4 separate regions of the Mus musculus genome follow, and regions 1, 3 and 4 are each linked to region 2. Evidence: chromatin contacts called from public ChIA-PET, capture Hi-C and promoter capture Hi-C data. All regions are on one chromosome and are shown on one strand. The core of a region is the stretch at or near the end of the contact, and the rest is flanking DNA. Distances in the headings are between cores, read along the strand shown.

Evidence for each region. ChIA-PET counts read pairs in DNA pulled down with a chosen protein or histone mark. Capture Hi-C pulls out chosen DNA fragments and counts their contacts.
Region 1: an RNA polymerase II ChIA-PET map of memory CD8 T cells shows a contact between it and region 2, with 19 read pairs. The contact joins the promoter of Napepld here to the promoter of Fgl2 in region 2. A contact is called at or near these places in 1 of 39 promoter capture datasets (the C10 cell line), 1 of 115 datasets of contacts at active chromatin or transcription factors (memory CD8 T cells) and 2 of 9 other capture datasets (macrophages and pancreatic islet).
Region 3: a promoter capture Hi-C map of liver shows a contact between it and region 2. The contact joins the promoter of Ptpn12 here to the promoter of Fgl2 in region 2. A contact is called at or near these places in 1 of 39 promoter capture datasets (embryonic stem cells), 1 of 484 Hi-C or Micro-C datasets (uterus), 5 of 115 datasets of contacts at active chromatin or transcription factors (CD8 T cells, effector CD8 T cells, embryonic stem cells and 2 more) and 2 of 9 other capture datasets (adipose tissue and liver).
Region 4: a contact with region 2 is called in a capture Hi-C map of macrophages, with 6 times the contacts expected there. The contact joins the promoter of Armc10 here to the promoter of Fgl2 in region 2. A contact is called at or near these places in 18 of 39 promoter capture datasets (the 3T3-L1 cell line, 3T3-L1-derived adipocytes, the C10 cell line and 12 more), 4 of 115 datasets of contacts at active chromatin or transcription factors (craniofacial prominence, effector CD8 T cells, embryonic stem cells and 1 more) and 3 of 9 other capture datasets (adipose tissue, embryonic stem cells and macrophages).

The regions. Positions count from the first base shown.
Region 1 is chr5:21,700,087-21,702,786 of GRCm38.p6, forward strand. It overlaps Napepld (N-acyl phosphatidylethanolamine phospholipase D), which reads right to left and starts at 1,310. Exons shown (of 5, transcript NM_178728.6): 1 at 1,119-1,310.
Region 2 is chr5:21,371,339-21,374,038 of GRCm38.p6, forward strand. It overlaps Fgl2 (fibrinogen-like protein 2), which reads left to right and starts at 1,335. Exons shown (of 2, transcript NM_008013.4): 1 at 1,335-1,970. The coding sequence starts at 1,379. The region is part of intron 2 of Ccdc146 (coiled-coil domain containing 146); the gene reads right to left.
Region 3 is chr5:21,054,577-21,057,276 of GRCm38.p6, forward strand. It overlaps Ptpn12 (protein tyrosine phosphatase, non-receptor type 12), which reads right to left and starts at 1,335. Exons shown (of 18, transcript NM_011203.3): 1 at 1,073-1,335. The coding sequence starts at 1,171. It overlaps Gm42221 (a long non-coding RNA gene), which reads left to right and starts at 1,491. Exons shown (of 4, transcript XR_880864.3): 1 at 1,491-1,895.
Region 4 is chr5:21,644,556-21,647,255 of GRCm38.p6, forward strand. It overlaps Armc10 (armadillo repeat containing 10), which reads left to right and starts at 1,451. Exons shown (of 6, transcript NM_026034.5): 1 at 1,451-1,680. The coding sequence starts at 1,548. It overlaps Fbxl13 (F-box and leucine-rich repeat protein 13), which reads right to left and starts at 1,050. Exons shown (of 21, transcript NM_001199632.1): 1 at 907-1,050. The coding sequence starts at 981.

The DNA.
Region 1 (2,700 bases), core at 60-2,559, 330 kb after region 2:
TGTAAAAATATTAACAAAATAAAATCTTTGAAAATTATGACTGTATTTCCAATTGACTTACACCCATTTCAAACCCTCGATTCCTCTTAGATTCTGATTTTAAATGCACATTTTTGCCCTAAATCTTTAACAGAGCTAACATTTCCTTACAACAAAAATCAAACTATTTTTTTTAATTAGACTGTTGTAAGATACAAGTAATCACCCTTTTAAAGATTATGTAACTTCTTTCTAAATCATGTTGTTACCACTAACTTCTACCCAATGTGACAAAACAGAACTGTTATACGTCCATCTGTTAATAAAGATGAAAATTATTTCTTAATTTAAGAGAAGTGTGTTGCAAAAGTGGCTTTCTGACTTCATGCTAAGCCAAAACCACCCATGCAAGTCACAGCATAACAACGTATAAACAGCCTACAGTAAGGGCAAAGCAAGAATCCCAGACTTTTTTTTTTTTATGTTGTTGACTTTTCTCAATCCCTTAATGTTTTCTGGGTCTGACTGTTAGTACACATTATCCAGGTTCCACTGGAGACCTTGAACGCATATTCACAACAACCGGGTTCATACCGCGCTCCTTGGGAAGAGGAGTCCATATGAACCGCCATCAAGAATAGCCGATCTAATGAGCAAACACAGTACAAAAGAAAGAAAAGGAAAAAGAAAAGAAAGAAAAAGGTCTATTGCCATCCTTCTCTAATCCCGCCTCGTACTTTTATTCATTCTGTGGTTAAATAAGTTACTCTTACTTTAAGAAAAACGGCAATAATGCTTTGGGGATGGATTTTTTTAGGACATAAATACTACACCGAAGCTGAAATAAGTTGCTCTGAGCAAGTTGTGGACCCCATTCATTTACATACAACCAAATGAAGATACACCCACTTGTATTCCTATCGTGGAGCTGTAACCAGGGAGTCTGCAGCAGGAAGGGTAGATCTTAAATCCCAAATACAGCTACTTCCCTCTGGGCGCCTAAAAACGCGGTGGCTCTTCACGTAAGCGGATCCAGAGATGCAAGCTCCGCAACTCCAGAGGTGCGGTAATTCAAAAGAAGCCTGCCACTCACAAGTGCATCTCCAGGAGGAGGCAGGGCTTGGGTGCTAGAAACCTACTCGAAACCCGCTGCACTTCACCGAGGTATCCGAACAGCCCCAGAAAGGCTGTTCCACGCAGATATCGAGACTAAGGAGCAAACCAACGAAAAGGAACCGCGGTCGCCGAACCGCCTCCCGCGAAGATCCAGGCTAACAGCAGGGAGGCTCACCCGCAGGCGCTCAGGTTCCCGGGAAGGCGGCGCGCTGTATGTGGGCGGGGCCATGCCGGTGGGCGGCGCTGGAAGGCGGGGGGCGGAGTTGGTTAGAGGGCGGGATGAAGCGAGGCTGCTGGACGGAGCGGAAGCTCGAGGGGCGGAGCCATCTTGCGAGGGTGGAGCGAAGGGGCGGGCTCACCTTGCGCGGAGCGCAGGCAGGCGCGCGCTGCGTCGCGTCTCCTCGCCTGAGGGCCTCGGCTCTGCGGGCCCAGCCGCTCTACGCCCTCCTCCCGCGTCTCTCCTCCCTCGGCCCGGCCACCCCAGCTCCGCTGAGGACACCAACAGCTGCACGCAGCGCCTCAGCACGCGCCGCCTCCCCATCTTTGGTGGCGGTCGTCTCTGACCATGCGGTCCCAGGCTGCAGCCGGGTCATACCGGGAGCCACCCCCTGCCTGGCCTTTACCAAGATGGCTGCCCCGGAGGACAGAGGCGCAGAGGCCTCGAGGCCATCTTGGTAAAGTCCGCGCAGCGAGCAGAACTGATACCGCAAAGCTCTCTGACCAGTTTGGCTCCCAGCCTTCCAGGTCACGTGAGCTCATTCCTTGACAGTTGCTAAACCCAGAAGAATCTGGTTGCCCAATGTGCCTGTCGTGGCCCACTATGTACAACAGCACTGACAGTCTTGACTAAAGAGCTCGGTTACAGACACTGATTATATATAGTGAGTACTGAGTATAAATGGCTCCACTACCTTGTGTACTCAGTTACATTTTAAATTATGTCAGCCTTCGGCATATAATGTTCTAAATGTCTGGCTTTTTGAAATCTCAGGATAAGATCAAAACATAAAATTACAATTCTGAAATTCTTAACTGGTTGAAATTATTTCAAGAGATAACTTGCAAAGTCATACAGAATTCAATGGTAAATAGATAGGCTGACAGTTTAAATACTCTTGAAGGTCTTTGTGAGATATATTCATAGACCAGAACTAAATAGATTGTGTCTGAGATTGTGTTAGCAAAAAGAAAAGAAAGACCAGGCATTAGTACAGATACGCTAGGAATATGCAAACCAAACTATAATGCATTTAGAAAGTGACTATAGCTATCTAATACTGCAGGACACTATCGATGTATACTTGATTTCCTCAGGGTAGTTTGCAGTTGTAACTGATTGTTTTCCTTTTGCTAGTTTTAAGTGTAAAACTAGCAAAAGTTTAAAGTTTATTCCTGATAGCTCTTTTGCGCCTGGGTGGGGCTGAATAATTCTCGACATGCATTAGCAAATTTTAAAAAAGAAGGGAAGACACACTTCAAATTCAACCCCAAAGGACAGACTGCTATTACTGCTTCGATTCCTAGCATCCTTGCTAGGGAACTTTAAACATGTCATTTCTTGCCCTTATTCCATCAGTCACTGTGAACACATTTTATATACACAAA
Region 2 (2,700 bases), core at 85-2,584:
CTGAGAGAGGATAAGGAGGGCAGGGTGAAATGGGGTCTAACATCGGTTTGGATATCATGGGATGGAATGAGAAGGGAAAGTAGGAGCCCGAGAGTGCGGTAAGACAAGGCATAAGGCGTGTCTGACAAATTCTTCATACACACATTTCCCCTTTGCACATTCAGTCTGTATAGGTTATTTCTATAGGAGAAAAAAAATATTCAAATTCCTTGTGCACTGGTAACAGGCATGAAGGCTCAGCAAAGCCAATACGTGTTATGTCCAGTTGGAGACAGTGCCAGGGCCAACATTCCAGACTTCTCAGATAGAAAGTGCGCCTGCCTGCCCTGCTCTGAGAATTTGAAGAGAGTAGTTCAGTTAGAATTAAGAGGCAGTAGAGAAAAGTCTTGGGAAATCTGGTTAGAGATATAAATATGAGAACTGGACATGGTGGTACACACCTGTGATCTCTGTGTTTAGGAGGGAGAGGCAGAGAGATCAGGAGTTCAAGGCCAGCCTGAGCTACTTGAGACCCAGTCTAAATAAATAAGAGATAGATTACAGAGTGCCTTTAACTAGTACAGAGAAAGAATTTGGGTTTATCTGTGTCAGTTACGCTGAAATAATTTTTAAGTAATAAAATCCCTTTTAATAAGAAACCTTATGAGGTCAGTATGCACAATGAACTTAAGAGAGACCCCCAGCTCCTGAGCTGAGTGATGGGGAAGGACAGCCACTGCCTGTGATGTGTGAGTGACGTGCTTCCAAGTGTTTTAACCACTGACGATTACATAGCCTGCACAGTCAGGAGAAAACAGCCGTATTCTCTGCCAGTTCTCTTCCCTTTTACAAACAGATGAGAGACACACACAGAGAATCCATTTAAAGAGCGGACCTTTGTTCTGATTAGGGGCAATTTTAAGTACTTAAGAGTTCACACAAAGTCTAGCCTTCAAAAAGAAAACAGGTTCCCAAACTAGGGAGGAAACAGAATCATTTCCATTTTGGTGACATTTAGTGGGAAGAAGCTCACAGACATTTAGACGTTCCAACTCTTTCCCCACTAGTGGACCAAGTATATAATATGGTATCTTTTGGGCACTGGTATTACAACTGTTTTTTAAACAAAAGACTTTCCTTGTGCTTTACTAAAAACCCAGACGGTGAATCTTGAATACAATGCGTGGCACCCACGGCAGGCATTCTATTGTGCATAGTTTTGACTGACAGGAGATGACAGCATTTGGCTGGCTGCGCTTGCTGAGGACCCTCTCCTCCTGTGTGGCGTCTGAGACTGTGATGCAAATGCGCCCGCCCTTTTCTGGGAACTCAGAACGCCTGAGTCAGGCGGCGGTGGCTATTAAAGCGCCTGGTCAGGCTGGGCTGCCGCACTGCAAGGATGAGGCTTCCTGGTTGGTTGTGGCTGAGTTCTGCCGTCCTCGCTGCCTGCCGAGCGGTGGAGGAGCACAACCTGACTGAGGGGCTGGAGGATGCCAGCGCCCAGGCTGCCTGCCCCGCGAGGCTGGAGGGCAGCGGGAGGTGCGAGGGGAGCCAGTGCCCCTTCCAGCTCACCCTGCCCACGCTGACCATCCAGCTCCCGCGGCAGCTTGGCAGCATGGAGGAGGTGCTCAAAGAAGTGCGGACCCTCAAGGAAGCAGTGGACAGTCTGAAGAAATCCTGCCAGGACTGTAAGTTGCAGGCTGACGACCATCGAGATCCCGGCGGGAATGGAGGGAATGGAGCAGAGACAGCCGAGGACAGTAGAGTCCAGGAACTGGAGAGTCAGGTGAACAAGCTGTCCTCAGAGCTGAAGAATGCAAAGGACCAGATCCAGGGGCTGCAGGGGCGCCTGGAGACGCTCCATCTGGTAAATATGAACAACATTGAGAACTACGTGGACAACAAAGTGGCAAATCTAACCGTTGTGGTCAACAGTTTGGATGGCAAGTGTTCCAAGTGTCCCAGCCAAGAACACATGCAGTCACAGCCGGGTAGGTGTAATGAGGGTCATACAGTTTGTTCATGAAAGCTGTATAGCCAGATAGTGGCCATAAACATTAACCCGAGGGAGCATAAGTTAGTCAGACTTTCACCTGTTAAGTTATGGCAGGAGAAACAAGTGTTTTCTCAAATGAGACAACAGAAATGGTAAATGATCCACGTACAAAAATCCTATTAGTTGTACTCGTTAGAGACCGTCACTTGCAAGTCTCTAGACCTTCCCTGCTAGGTCGACCAACAGACGAGCAGAAACAGATTCCTCCCGGAATCTGAACACATATTTGAACACAGGACAGGTATGGCAAGGTTCCTGGCTCTGCTTGCTTAGGTCCCTGGGAATCAGATCTTGGGTGGCTGATGGGCTTTATAAGGCTTTCACAAACAATCTGCTGTGCTAGGTTCTCAAATATCTAGTGAGAATGGGAGATTTTTATACATGGAAGCATCTCTCCTCTCTCTCTCCTCTCTCCTCTCTCTTCTCTCTCTCTCTCTCTCTCTCTCTCTCTCTCTCTCTCTCTCTCTCTCTCTCTCCTCCCTCCCTCCCTCTCTCTCTCTTTGTGTGTGTGTGTGGTGGGGATGAGGACACGTGTAGAACTTCGGGGGTTGAGACTTAGTGCATATGCATCCTCACCATTCCAGTTAGTGAATGTTAACACTATTTAAGGTCACAGACCTAACAGCCTTCTGTGTCCGGATTCCTGGATTCCTAGGACCTTTGTG
Region 3 (2,700 bases), core at 85-2,584, 320 kb before region 2:
CAGCAGCCGCAACCACCGCCTCCAAAGCCGGGAAACAACCCTAGAGGGAACATTGTCCAACAGAAAAATAAAAGGAGCGAGGAGGGGGTAATGTAGGAAGTCAGCTTCTGGTCCCACGCCTTCGGAATTGATACCCTCTCTCCAATTATGCACCTAGAGAAATTTCACATACTAGACTTTTAACCCCCACCTCCACTCACTCAAGCCTGCCTACACAAGCAGAGGGCGGAAAGGGGGGTGGCGGAAAAGGGGGGACGGGAAGGTTATCTCCCAGGGCTTCAGCCCATATAGTCGCCTCCACCCTACCATGACTATTGTTCCCAGCTTCCCCACCCCCACCCCGGATAGGAAGTGATAGTCACATCCCCTCCGGCTTCGGCAATATCCCCTCAAGTCCGGAGTGAGCTTCCTTCAGGATAACCCCCATCCACACTGATATCCCCCTCCCTTTTCGATCTAAAGTCACACTGGCCTCACAGCCACCTCAAACCTGGGTCTCAGGACGAAAAGAAACCTGACCAGATAAATGGAGATCAGGTAAACCATGAGATTCCTTATGGTCAAGCCTCTGGCAAGCGCTGAGCTAATAACTGTGAACCCAGACACGGAGTCGTCCTGCCGTCCACTCGGACCAAGGCCGGCATCCGTACAGGGACCCAGCGAGTTAATGCTCTACACCCTCGCTCTCCGGCAGCCTCGAGCCGCTCCGCTGGCCGCAGCCAGACAGCTCGCCTCGACCCTCCCCGGAGGGGCAGGCGGGGAAGGCAGGCGTGGGAAGGCGAGCCCGCACTCCAGCCGCCGCCGCCCGGCCGGGGAGACAATAGGTAGTCGCGGGCGGCGGGGCCGGAGCGGGCTGGGCCGGGGAGCGCAGGTAGCGGCCGCGGAAAAGAGAGGCTGAGGGGCGGGGGTGACCTCGCCTCCCGCAAGCTCGCCGACGGCGCTCGCGGCTGGGCGCGCGCCCCGCGCCTGTCCTCGCACCGCACACAAAGCGCTGGCAGCCCCGACCGACCGGGAGAGGCGAGGGGAGCTCGGCGGCTGGCGACACGAGGCGCCGGCGAGAACGGACACTCACCATGAAGTCCCGGGCGAAGTTGTCCTCCCCATTGTGATCCGGACTCTTCATGGCCTGGACCCTCTGGATGAACCTCCTCAGGATCTCCACTTGCTCCATCCTCCCGCGTCCCCCCCGCCGCCCGCCCGCGCGCCGCAGCGCCCGCTCCGTCTTCCCCAGCTCGCTCCGGCCCGCCCTCCCTCCCCGCCGCGCCAGGCGGCTGCGGCTGCGGCGGCACCGGCCGGGCTCCCCGCGCAACTTAAAGAGCAGCGTCGCTTTCCCCTACTACGAGGCGAGCCGCGGGCTAGCGCCGGCCCCAACCCCCAGCCTGCCCCATCCTCCTTCCCCGCCCTCCTCAGTCCGAGACGCCGCCGCCTCAGGAACACGGCTCTCAGTTCGCCCTGCCCCCTTCCCGGTTCTGCCTCCCCCCCCACCCCCCACCAGCAGCCGCAGCCGCCTCTCCCCACGGGCGCGCCCCCGCCGCCACCCAGACGCGCGGGCTCGTACGGCGGCCCCGCCCCAGAGCGAAGACCCAGCCGCCCCCGCACGCCCGCCCGGGCCCGCCCCCGCCCGCTCTGAGTGGCTGGAAGCCGCTTCCGGGGCGTGGCCCTCTCCTAGGGCGCTCGCCGCTCGCTGCGGTGAGGCTGGCTTCTGGTGGACGTCCTACGTCTGGAAGCCCGGCCAAGCCCAGTGGGTCAGACAGTAAACTTCAGATGGGGCTTGCGGCCTCCGGGTTTGGCGGGGAGGGAAAGCTGATTCCAAAAGTGCTTCAGCGCTACTGCCGGCCGCGGGCTGGGACTACAAGACCCGCCTGCAGGAGTGCCCGGAGCAGGGTGGGACAGAGGTATGCTGGGAACTGTAGTAGAGCCTTCACCTTCGCTTTACGAATGCCTTGGTGAGGGTCTCCCAAGGCTTTGGCACTTTGGCTAGGAGAAGCCAATAGTTTCCAGAGTGAAAGGGTTTACTCTTCGCAATCTTTCTAATCCCAGTGAGGGAAAGCTCTTAATTCGTAATGCATCTTTCTCATTGCACCTTTTTTTGCCAAGAGGAAGACAATATTGCTTCCTATCTTTAAATTCTCACGGTTTCAGAGTTGAATGGGTGACATTCTTTCGTAGAATAGAATTTGTGACTCTTAGCAGACAGAGAGCGTGCTGATGCAATCTGTCCTTTCATAAATAGAAATGATTTGTCCAAAGTTCACCCCCCCAACATGTTCATGTGGAGTCAGAACTAAAACGCAGGTTCTTTTACTTTGACTCTAACTTTTACTTTTTCTCGAAAGGACGAGAGTTTGTAGTAGTACACAGTTGCACAACTGAGGGATTTGATCCATGGACTGACTTTGGTCACCTACACCCACAAACAAAAAACATGTTTTCACAGAACAGGCTGCCAGGAAATATGCTTAAGATAGGAAATATCAATGCAGGAAACATTTCCTAAACCGATATTTGGCCGCACTGTGAAATTTAATTAAAAAGAAAATCGAAGACAACACATGTGAGTAGCAATATACAGTTACACTTTAAAATAAAATACAGGAAATAATGCATCTGATATGTACCAACTCACTTCTCTCAAAGCATTTCAAGAGATGCTTTCCATACTAAAATAAACTTTTGAAAGGAGTGTCTGTAGTAATTTAA
Region 4 (2,700 bases), core at 201-2,700, 270 kb after region 2:
TGGGTGATGTTAATAAAAGGGGAATGTTTATCCTTCTGGGACTCTGGGGTGGTACCCAAGGAGGGTTTTCCCTTCTCCTCTGATAGGGGGAAGGGGGTAGTGGGGGAGGGGCTTGTAAGGGACTGGGAGGGGAGGAGAGGGGTGGGCTGCAATCGGGAAGTAAGTGAATAAAGAAATTAAGAAAGAAAAAGAAAAGGGGTAGTAGTTTCTTGGCAACATTTAGAAATGTAACCTTGAAAGTCACAAGAAAAAATACTGATGTCAGCATTGTGAAGACAACACTTAAGGTCGACTCTCCCTTCAGAAGCCCGCAATTGTCTGACCAGGTGTGTTCTACTCTCTCTACTGGAGCACCTTTGTTCCTGCGTTTAATGAAGCCAGCTTTGCTTCATACAAGTTGGCCCCGAAATTCATTTCTTTGTTGAAACCAAGACCTCAGGTTTTGCTTGGTGGCGATCTCTAAAAAGGTGTGTTGTGAAGCTGTGTGTAGAGGCAGGTGACTCTTCTTCCCTCCTGCTAACAACGAGGCGGGGCGAAGCCTACACCCAGAACCCCTCAAGTCTTTTGTCTTCAAGTGGCTCACCACTCACTTCTTGCTCAAGACGCTCTTCCATAATAGAATTTAGTAGTTGACACTTGGAGATTCCAACCCAGGCCCTGTGCTCTTTGCGCCCCCTGCAGATTGTCACTTTCCCCCGTCCCCTTCCTTTGTCATCCCCACCTGGGCTTGGTTTTAGCCACCGGCACCCTTCGGTCTTCTCTAACCTACCCTTCTCTCTCTAGTTACCCTAAATTGACTTCAAGCTTCCCCATCCTGCTCCTTCTTAGCTCCAGTTCCGGGAATCTCCTTGCCTCTCCCAGTTTTTCCCCGCGCCCACTGTGTGAGAGGCTATGTGGCTGCAGTACCTCACAGATTTGAGGAATGTACTTGTCCCTGAAGTAGCTCCTTAGCCTGGGGGTGGCACTGCGTAGTGAAGCCATGGTCAGAAGCAGGACTCAGAATGCGTTTCATAGGTTACTGCTGTTCACGTTGAGGAGGAGAGACGCGCCGGAGCGTTGCCTAGCAACCACAAAGGAGGTGCCAAATAGTCCAAGCCTTTCGCGAGATGAAGAAAGAACCTAGCAGGGAGGGGGCGGGGCAACTGGGGCGGGGCGGGGCGATTGCAGAGGGGCGGGGCAGAGAGGGGCGGGGCGAGTGCAGAGAGGCGGGGCAGAGCGGGGAGGGGCGGGGCAGGACAGTACAGGCCGGGGCCGGGTAAAATGAGAGGGCTGGACGGGAGAGTGAGTGTTGGGGCGGAGCTAGGGTCTGTGTTCAACGCGCCGCAGTCCCGGTCTTGGTCCAGGAAAAAGCTGCTTGCACTAGGGGCATCCCGCCTGCCTGGTGAAAGGAACCGCAGCACACAGGGTGGGAGGGCTTCCGATTTTAGCAGGGCGGCTTCCGGAAGGCGGAGCTCCAACCCCATTTCCTTTCTCTGGGCTGGTTCTGGCCCAGCTGCACCTGCGTGTGGCCCTGGCTCCTCGGCTCCCTGCAGCTCCGAGGCAGCAGCATGGGTGGCGCGCGGGACGTGGGCTGGGTGGCAGCAGGGCTGGTCCTGGGCGCCGGCGCCTGCTACTGTATCTACCGGCTGACTCGGGGACCGCGGCGAGGCGGTCGCCGACTGCGCCCTTCGCGATCCGCAGGTGAGGCGATGGGCTGCCCGGCAGGTGGACTGGTTCGGGGCTCCGGACCCACCTCAGGCCAGGCTGGGTTGGAGGTGCCCTAGACACCCGCGACTGCATGGGGAGAAAGGCTGGAGGTAGACAGACGACTCTGGAAGCCCAGGTTGCCTTGGGTGGGTCCTGAGCCGCTTCCCTGCTCCCACTTCTTTGTTTAAAATAAGAGCTGAAAACATTGCCCGAAGTGTCCTGTTACTTCCCTTCGGCTTCACAGCCAAGAGCTGAGGTTTCTCCGAGCCAAGTAGATTGCCTCTCATTTTAAAGTTTTACCTGAGCTTTTGTGTTGTTATCAAAGAGATGCCCCTTACTGTGAGAAGGTTCTCAGGGGCCTCAAGCCTGGGTTGAAACTTTGCTCGTGCTATGTGAAGAATGGATCCCTGAGATGCAATTCTGCCAGCACTTTGTGGCACCTGTCCTGGGAAGTACCTTTAAGTCATCCGTAGCGTCCCTGCAACCGGGGTGTGTGTGTTGGGAATAAGAACCACAACCAACAGGAGACACACCCTTCTAAAAGGATGGCTTAAGTCGTGAAAACTGTTGGAAAAACTATTTGAAATAAAACCTGCCAACCAATACCTGCTTGCCTCAAAGGTAGAGAAATATATTTGTTTTTAAACTGAGGTTGGTGGGAGCTAATTGCCCTTCCCTAGAACAAAAATAAGGCACCTTTAAAGGCAGGTAGAAAACACATCTTTGGGTTGTACAACTAGCATTTACTTTTCAAAATTTGCACTTACTAGAAGGGACCAGGAACAACCATGGATTTATATTCCAGCCTTCCATTTCCTCCAGGAAATGCTGTAAGAAAGGGGAGTGCACAGAACCTTCCCCTTTGGTCACAGAGGAAAGCAGTTTTTGAAAATGAGCATTTGCCCTTACAAAGCCTGATTTGTAGGGTGCTTGTTTGTGTGTGGGTTTTTTGTGGTTTTGTTTGTTTTTTCTCTCTGTCAAATATTTCTATACAAGAATACTTTGGTGGGTTTT